Regions from separate parts of the Mus musculus genome. Here region 2 is linked to region 1. Evidence: chromatin contacts called from public promoter capture Hi-C data. All regions are on one chromosome and are shown on one strand. Each heading gives the region's core, a stretch centred on a gene start, on an enhancer-like site or on the middle of the called end of the contact. The rest is flanking DNA. Distances are from core to core; before and after follow the strand shown. Region 1 holds the start of Zfp108 (zinc finger protein 108). Region 2 holds the start of Tescl (tescalcin-like).

Evidence for each region. Capture Hi-C pulls out chosen DNA fragments and counts their contacts.
Region 2: a contact with region 1 is called in a promoter capture Hi-C map of adipose tissue. The contact joins the promoter of Tescl here to the promoter of Zfp108 in region 1. A contact is called at or near these places in 3 of 39 promoter capture datasets (liver, macrophages and pre-B cells) and 2 of 9 other capture datasets (adipose tissue and liver).

Annotation. Positions count from the first base shown.
Region 1 is chr7:24,252,653-24,257,223 of GRCm38.p6, forward strand. Zfp108 (zinc finger protein 108) reads left to right here and starts at 2,142. Exons shown (of 4, transcript NM_018791.2): 1 at 2,142-2,270; 2 at 3,181-3,238. The coding sequence starts at 3,224.
Region 2 is chr7:24,332,043-24,336,613 of GRCm38.p6, forward strand. It overlaps Tescl (tescalcin-like), which reads right to left and starts at 1,923. Exons shown (of 1, transcript NM_001163810.1): 1 at 1,038-1,923. The coding sequence starts at 1,856. The coding sequence ends at 1,161.

The DNA of each region.
Region 1 (4,571 bases), core at 892-3,391:
TCCACCTAAGGTCCACTTAATCTTAGAAGTCAGGTGTAGTCTCCCCTCCCCCAGCCTGAAACCTGCTTGCTCAGGGGTGGAGCTTCCTGCTCATTCGTTCTGCCAGGCCCACTGCTAGAACCTGCGGAGCCACACACGTGCACCTTTCTACTGGACCAGAGATTAGCGGGAGTCGGGTCCCCTCCCCCTTCCTTTATAACTAGTGTCGCAACAATAAAATTTGAGCTTTGATCAGAATAAATTTGTCTTAGCTCCGTTTCTTCTTTCGCCCCGTCTAGATTCCTCTCTTACAGCTCGAGTGGCCTTCTCAGTCGAACCGTTCATGTTGCGAGCTGCTGGCGGCCGCAACAGTCAGGGGCAAGGGCTTCGCGCCCTTGCCATAGTTCCTATTCTAGTCTATTGTATAGTCCACCTCCCCCTTAGGCCATTGTAAATTCCTGTGTATGGGTGTAACTCAGCTATCTATAGTTCTAAGTATCTACTCTGGTTCCTCCTTAGACCACAACCTTCCTTCTTCCTAAATAATGGTAAATTCCTGCATATGGGAGTAGTTTGCCCTGAGATTTCTAACTCTATGTAGTAGATAATAATGCCTGATTTCTTTCACTATCTCTCTTACAATACTAGAGGCAATTCTGAATGTCACTGAATAGGCAACATTCTTACTGAATTCAAAGCCCTTGGTCGGCTCAAGGACTGCCTAGGATTGATGAGGAATCTAACTTAGCTAAATATCAAAAATGAATCCTTAGAAGCACTTATAATAAAGTAATATTAAGGGAAAGCACACAGATCTGTTTACCAACTAAAGCATGGACATTGGAGCATTCGTTATTCAGGATGCCACAGTTCCAGGAGACTTTTTGCCTCAGGACAGTGCCCAGGTTTTTGGGGCCAGTTGCACGTGTCACTACTGGAGTAGATGTAGCACCTGCCCTGCTGATTTAAGTTCCACTTGCAACCTTCCAGGGACTTTCTATTGCCACCACTGAGAATGTGAAAATTAGGGGATAGGATGGAAGACAGACAGGGACCCCTACATTAAAATAGAACTTACCTGCAAACCAAACTGTAAGACCCACCACCCCATTATACTCAAATCCTAGGACCCTCTTCCCTCCTTATGCAGACTGGGAAGTAGAACTTGATATGTTTATAAAATGATAAATGGGGGTGGGGTGGGGTGGATACGTTCTATAGGGGTGTGGTGAGGTATGGGGGAAGCGGGTGCCTCAACAGGCCCATGCCAAGACATCCCTTCCCACTGTGGAACCAGCCACACGATGGTATAGTATAGAATAGAGTTTATTCAGGGCTTGGGGAGGGGAGTTTAGAGGGTAGTAGGGCAGAGAATGGGAGAGAGAAGTAGAGGAGAAGAGTAGAGGCTGGCCATGAGCACGTGGAGAAAGAGGGGGGAAGGTATGAGGGGACAGAGCAGGAGCAAGACGGGAAGAGCAAAAGAACAAGAGGACAAAAGAAAGAGGAGAGGGCAAGCAACCACTTTTATAGTGGATCCGCCTACCAGGCTGTTGCCAGATAATTGTGGGGAGGAGCATACCTAGGTGTTGCCAGGTAACTGTATGGTGGAGCTTAGACAGAATGTTAACCGAACTCACTAGGGCATCCAGAGCTTACCTATGCTAATCTGACTCAGGAACAGAATTTTCTATCCAGAAGTTGGCAAAACTTGAGACCCTGTTCCCCATAAGCCCCCTGGCTAAAGGGTTGAAAACTGGAGCCAGGATAGTTATGCCCTCTGGTCCTGTTACTGCACCTTCCTACAGCCAAGACAGAGACCTACCCTTTGAGATTTCTAAACCATGGGACTTAGCTGGTAGTCACTATAAAGGTCAATTTTAAATTTCTCAACGAAACAAGGCCAAATATGACTAAAGACTGTTGATTTTGTCTGGACCCACAACTTCCTTTCTAAGCGAGAGTGGTACTTTTACATTTCCCAAAAAGCAATTTCCACCGACCTCACTCTAGTTAAAATAGCTTGGAACCTTCTCGTTCTGGGAAATGTAGTCCCAGAAAAAGCTCCAGACCGATGAACTTCCGCCGAGGCATTCTGGGAATTGTAGTTCTGGAGCCATTAGCAGCTAAGTTTGCTTCAGCTCCAGAAGGCTAGGCTGCCTGGCAGTGCTTCCTTCCAGTGAGGTGAGAGCTTGGAGCATCCCGCAGGCCTTCTGTGCGCTGTGCCCCGGTGTGTCCTCTCAGGGACGAGTTTGCATTCCGGTGTGTCCTCTCAGAGACGAGTTTGCATTCCGGTGTGTCCTCTCAGAGACGAGTTTGCATTCCGGGGAAAAGCGGGGCAGCTGTGGCAGCGACCCGTCCTTTTTAACTGGGTTCTGCCTGAGGCCTCCTGCCCTGATTCCTGGACCCATCTCAGCTGCTGGTGGAACCCCGGGAGAGTCTAGCTTCCCACTGGAGCCTGGCAGAGAAGCTGTGGTGACAGATGGCCAGTGTCATAAAGCCTTAAGTGGCAACTCTTACTTTTATGTGTTTTTGTTTTGATTTGGTTTGGTTTTGCATTTATTTATTTAAGAGGGGAGGGTTGTGTCACAGCTTATGTATGGAGGTCAGAAGACAACTTGTGAGAGTCAGGTCTTTCCTTGCACCGTGTGGTGTTCAGGGACTCGAACTCGCCCCATCAGGCTCAGCTGAAGTCACTTCTACCCACTAAGCCATCTTGCAGGGCTTAGATTTCTATTGGTCATTATCTTCGTGCATGTGGAAAAAGAGACTCTGGAGGCTCTGGCAGGTCAATAATGTTTGCTAATTATGAAGCCTTTTAGAGCAGGATACAGAGAGGTTTAACTTCACTCCCATGTATGGAAACAATAACATGTAAGATAGCTGTCACAATTGACAGACCCTTCTGAGGCTGGTGGTCAGTCATGACACAGCATGCATCAGACTTCTGGGGCTGCTTAAACATTTGTGTTTTCTGGGAAACCCATCACCACAGGCAGCCTTGTGAAGGTAAGAGTGCCCAGCACCCCTGAAGCTTCCAGAAATAGAGAATGTGGTGAGTGAGTCTGGTAACCCGGAGGCTTAGTAGGAAGTAGGCAGAAAAGCCTGGTCAGCGCGCACAGCCCTTGGGGCTGATGGAGAAGCTGAGGAAGCCACGTGGACCAACTGTCCTAGCAGTGTTCTCACGAAGCCTCTCTTCCCCAGCTTGCTTCCCAGAGCCCTGCCTTGTCTCAAAGAGAAGAGAACAATGACCAAGTTACAGGTAAGTCGGGTTGCTTCCCCCATCCCCACAGTGGTAGGGATTGAAAACAGGACTCCTGCATGGCGGGCAAGTGCTCTACACAGAGCCTCTCTGAACTGCATGAAGGAAGAGGGGAAGTTGCTGAGAAGAAAGGTCTGGAAGGAGGAGGGATAAGAGAGGACAGTGGGACATGTGCTCAAAGTGCACTGCACATGGGAAAGTGTACAAGGATGAGTAAAAAGAATTTGAAAAAGTGGGCTGCAGAGATGGCTCAGTAGTTAAGAGCACTGGCTCAGTTTGGTTCCCAGCACTCACACCTGATAGCTTACAACTGCCCGTAACTCCAATTATATGTAATTAGAGGATGTCCAACGCCCTCTTCTGGCCTAATTTTATTTTACAATTAAGTATGAGTTCTTCATACTCGTGTTTATGATTTTTTTCATTTAATAATTTTTCATTAGTATTGGGTTTGTGCTTTGTGAGCATGTCAAGACATGATGTAGACTTCAGAGGACAGCTTTCAGGAGTCTCTCTTCTTCAATCTTGTTGAAGTAGCATCTCTTGGTTTGGGGACTCTGGGACAGGCTGCTCTGTCCTGGTGCTCAGTGGCAGCCATCCTAGCCTAATTGGCAAGTTCTAGGACACTGGAGGACCCTGTCCTAAAAACAAACAAACTACCCTAGACAGCACCTGAGGAAGGACACCAGAAGTTGGATTGTAGCCTATTCATGCGTGCACACATACATGCACACAGAAAAGTGTTCATTCATATTTCCTGCACGGGGCGTCCTGTGCATTCATTTCCTGAACAACCAGGGAGCGTCTGGCTGCCACCAACTGCACGGCTTCTGTGGTTGATCCAATTCAGATGATGAAGGAATGAAGGAAGGACAGACTCACAGACACGTGTACAGACAAGCTGGGATCGAATGAGCCGTGTGCTCTGATAGAGACTCCCCAGCAGCCTAGAAAGACAGTGCATGTATTATACAACGCTGAGCACCCAGGGGCATGATTCAGGAACCTGAAACACTAATGCAAAAGGGAGTGCTTCCCATGGTGGTACCCAGCTCCCCAGCTCCCCAGGGCCATCAGTTCCAGGGAGTAAATGCTTGTTTTTCAACAATAGTGGCTATATTCTCTGTTAATTTGTAGGCAGTAAGTATCCCTGATTCTCTGTATTCTGGCCTAAACTGGACACTTTAAAAATCTTGGGTACTTTAGCAAGTGATTAAAAATAGCAGCTTGTCTGAAACTTTCACTTACTGAATTAAATTTTGTTCTATATTTATTGTGTCAATGTGGACGGTTCATTTTAAATTCATCCCTTCAGGGATACTGTGATGGAGGT
Region 2 (4,571 bases), core at 673-3,172, 79 kb after region 1:
AATGAGTAGTGTTTCCGTTTCTGGCTTGTTTCTTGTTTTCATGGATGGATAAAATCGACCCCATATATACCACATTTTAACCATTCATTCGTCTGCAGAGGGACACTTGGGCTCGTTCTGTAAGGTGGCAATACTGAGTGATGCTGCACTCTGTGCAGATGTTTGGCATCTACGTGGTCCTCTGGGTGTACATCCATAGCTGGGTCATCTTACACGCGTTCTCACGACCGGCCAGGAAGAACACAACAAACCGGAATCTTCTGCGGCAAAAGCTTTATTGCTTACATCTTCAGGAGCCAGAGAGCAAGAGAGCAAGAGCTCTATTGCTTACATCTTCAGGAGCCAGAGCGCAAGAGAGCAAGAGCTCTATTGCTTACATCTTTAGGAGCAAGAGAGCAAGAGCCAGAGCAAGAGAGAGAATGGCGAAACCCCATCCCCTTTAAGGAGAATTATCCTCCGCCTAGGACGTGTCACTCCCTGATTGGCTGCAGCCCATCGGCCGAGTTGTCGACTCGGTGAAGGCAGAGCACATGGAGTGGAGAACTACCCTTGGCACATGCGCAGATTATTTGTTTACCACTTAGAACACAGGATGTCAGCGCCATCTTGTAACGGCGAGTGTGAGGGCGGCTTCCCACAGGGTCATATGATGGTTCTAGTTCTAGGCTTTCCAGAAACCTCTCTATATTGACTCCATAGAAGCTGAACGAATTTACATCCCTACCAGTCATCGTGTGTACATATTTCCTTCCCTCGCGCCCCTGCATCCTACCCACCATTTATTTTATTGATAGCCATTGCGCCTTGCATGAGATAGATGGGCAAAGGATGCTTACGATTTTCGTGTTTACTGGCCATTGGTACATTTATGTTCTATTCATTCTATTTTTTTGACACAGAGTCTCACTGTGTGAGCTCTGGCCTGCCAGAAACTCACTCAATAGACCAGGCTGGCCTCAAACTCACAGAGATCTGCCTGCCTGCCTCTGCCTCCTGAGTGCTGGGATTCAAGGCAAGCACAGCCACGCCCCGCTCATCTCTTTTGATCATCTTTATTCTTTGAGATGAAATCCATCAAGTCCCATGTACCCTGTAGCTGCTGCAAGAGTCTGCCGGATTCAAGGGGCAGCTTCTCCAGTGTGGGTGTGGCAGCCCGCCGGTCACTGGCATAAGACCGTGGCTTCTAGATTCAGGAAGCTGACTTGCATCTTCACCTCCAATTCGAGGCTCTTCCAGGTCTTGACGAAGTCCTCGAAGGTGATGCCCTCATACTGCTGGCCCGCCATCAGCGGCTGGTCCGACGCCCTGGCCGCCTCCTTCAAGGCGCCCTGGGCGATGGCATTGGCGACGGAGCGCACAGTGTCTCTCTCCACTTGCGGGTGCGCCGACAGCAGGCTCTCCACCACCCGGCGGTACTCCTGCAGGGTAATGATCCCATCGCCGTCCTGGTCGTACATGTTGAAGAGGAACCGCATCTTGTCCTTGCGGTTCTGCTCCGCCTCCTCTTTGTTGAGACTGGGCCGCAGCGGCCGGAAGTAGGAGATGATGGTCAGGAAGTCCTGGAAGGTGATCTCCTCCGCCAGACCGCTGGTCCCTTTGCCCAGGTTCCGGTTGTCGAAGAAGGCGCGGACGATCCTGGAGCGGATCGGATTGAACTCCAAGTCCAGGATGTTGTCGAAGCTCTCTGGCTGTAGGGTGGGCTGGTCCCCGCTCAGCAGCCTGAACCTCTGGTGCAGCTGCTTGATCTGCTCCCAGCTGAAGTCGCACTTGTTCAACACCTCCTGGATGTGCGCCCACCATAAGTCGGTCCTGCTCTCGCGCTCCCACTCCTCCTTGGACGAAAGGGAGGCGCCCATGGTGCCCCGTGTGCTCGGAACGACCTCAGGCGCTCAGTGGAAGGGTTCGGGCTTCCTGGTCGGTCTCACCTTGCTGCCGTTCTGATTTATTAGGTCATCAAAGCAACCTCTGTTAGGGCAGGTCCGTCACAATCCCCGAAGGCTCTTTCCTCTCCAAATTCAGTGAAATGAAGCATATTGAAATAAATATTATATATGTGTTGTATATTACGCATTGCGTATTATAGATTGCATATTATATATTATGTTACATGTTACATCTATTATGTGTCATATGTTTATTATATATTTTATACATTATATAATTTTATATATATGAAAAGAGAGAGCACGCTTTGGTTTTCCTAGGACAACCAAAGATACGTGTCTTTGTCTTACAAAAGATGCTAAAATGGCCAGTGATGCCAACATTCAGGAGGTAGGGGCAGGAGAATCTCTGTGAGTTTGAGCACAACATGATCTGCACAGTTGAGTTCCAAGTCATTCAAGGGAAGGATGGAGAGGGGAGGGGAGGGGAGGGGAGGGGAGGGGAGGGGAGGAGAGGAGAGAGGATAGGAGGGGAGAGTAGAGGAGGGGAGAGGAGAAGGAAGGAGGGGAGGGGAGGGGAGGGGAGGGGAGAGCTCAGAGAAGCTCACCAAGATGCCAAGCCTTCATTTCCTAAAGGAACAGAGGAGTTCAGCCTTCTTGGAAAAGACTGACACACAGCTAGCTCACTCCAGTTACTTTATTCAAACATCATACAAGGTTAATTGGAGCTGGGAAGGGTTTCAGCTACCAAAGTTAACTTACTCTTGCTGCCCTTGAGAGCAGACATCCCACACAAATCTCAGTCCCGTTTCACCATGGCTAGCCATAATCACAAGTAAGAACTCCATGTTTGCCCAGGAGTGTCTTAGGACCAAGGTTGTGCAGCTGCAAGCTCTCATGTCATGCCAAGTACAGACTTTCCAGGGAGACATCTCTTCAGGGTTCAAATAGTCACAAAACAATTTCTCAGCCTCTACTCACTAATCCAAACATAGCAATGGCTTTGCTAAACAGTTCACTCAAACCCAGACACAAAGGCTTTACTATACATCCACTCAAAGCCACACACAAAGGCTCTACTATACAGACCCCTACATGGGAAGGGAGAGTTTACTCTGCTTACACTTCCTTCCATATCATACCCCATCAGCAGGCTCTCGAACTAGGACCCAAACGACAATGACAGTGCATGACTCCCATTCGGAACTCTGCCTTCCAGGCAGGATGTGGCCGTCCATGTCTGGGAATCAGAGAAGCTGTGATGACCTGCAGGAGACTCTCACAAGGCACGGCTACTATCATTCTCTTGTCGGTAGATGGGAGGAGCATTGGATGCATAGGAGCACAGCAACCCTCTCCCTCCTGCTCCATACACAGTGGAAGCAGAGTGGGCAGCAGGTCGACCTGAGAGGAAACTCCAGGGATGCATCTCTTGCCAGTCATCACCCTCGCTGCTCAAGTGAATCCTCAGGCATACTCCGATAATTTCAATAAGTTCCTTCAGTGGTTTTTTTTGTTTTTTGTTTTTTGTTTTTGTTTTTGTTGTTTTTTTTGTTTTTGTTTTTGTTTTTGTTTTGTTTTTTTTTTTTTTGGTTCTTTTGTGGTATTCTCCATTGGAGTGAACACAAATAGACTCCCTAGGGAGTCACACTGTAGTCATTCGGGTCCTGGGCTGTTCCTGGAGCTCACTTCAGCTCTCTGCCTAGGAAGTGAGATGGTAGGGACCTGAGAAAGCGGTGGCATCTGTCCTTGTCTATATAGTGAAAGGACAGGATAGGTGCAGAGAGTGGGAGGGAGGGCATAAAAGCAGACTGACTGCAGAACACAGCTGGGGTCTCCCTGGCTCCTAGGTCAGAATCTCCTGACACACCCCCCCCCCCAGTCCCATCATCTCTTCATATGGTCCTGAACTCTCCTCTCCTCTAATTAGCATACTACACATCTACCACATCTACCAGCTGGGAGAGTGCCTGCCTAGCACAAAGCCCTCGGTTTGAACCCCAGCACCCCAGAAACTGTGCATGGTGGTGCATGCCTGTAATCCAGGGTAGAAAGAATTATGAGTGCAAAGCCATTCTTAGCTACCTAGTGTTTTCAAGACCAGTTTGGGCTCATGAGACGCTGTCATTAGTCCTTCACTAATCCCGCTAATCTGGAAGTGTGGTTTAAGATTTATTGTGGCCAGCAGGTGGCGACAAAGTGTCTTGTGTATTACACGGAGAAAGCTGGCTTTCTGCTTCCACTTCAAAAGGATTCAGCTTTTAGCAACTAAAGGCCTCTTTCCTAAGTTGTCCAAAAAGATCCTGCCTTCTTCATGCTTTCTCACCAGACACAGGGGATCCTCCCTCAAGTTCCTAATGGTACCTAACATGAACTTTATTTGATATTTCTTGTTTTAAGATTCTTTTTTAAACCGGGCAGTGGTGGCACATGCCTTTAATCCCAGCACTTGGGAGGCAGAGGCAGGTGGATTTCTGAGTTCAAGGCCAGCCTGGTCTACAGAGTGAGTTCCAGGACAGCCAGGGCTACACAGAGAAACCCTGTCTTGGAAAAAAAAAAAAAGGAAAGAAAGAAAGAAAAAAAAAGATTCTTTTTGAGACAGGGTAGCCCTAGCTGTCCTGGGACTAGCTCTGTAGACCAGGCTGGCCTTGAACCCACAGAGATCCACCCACTTCTGCCTCCCCAGTG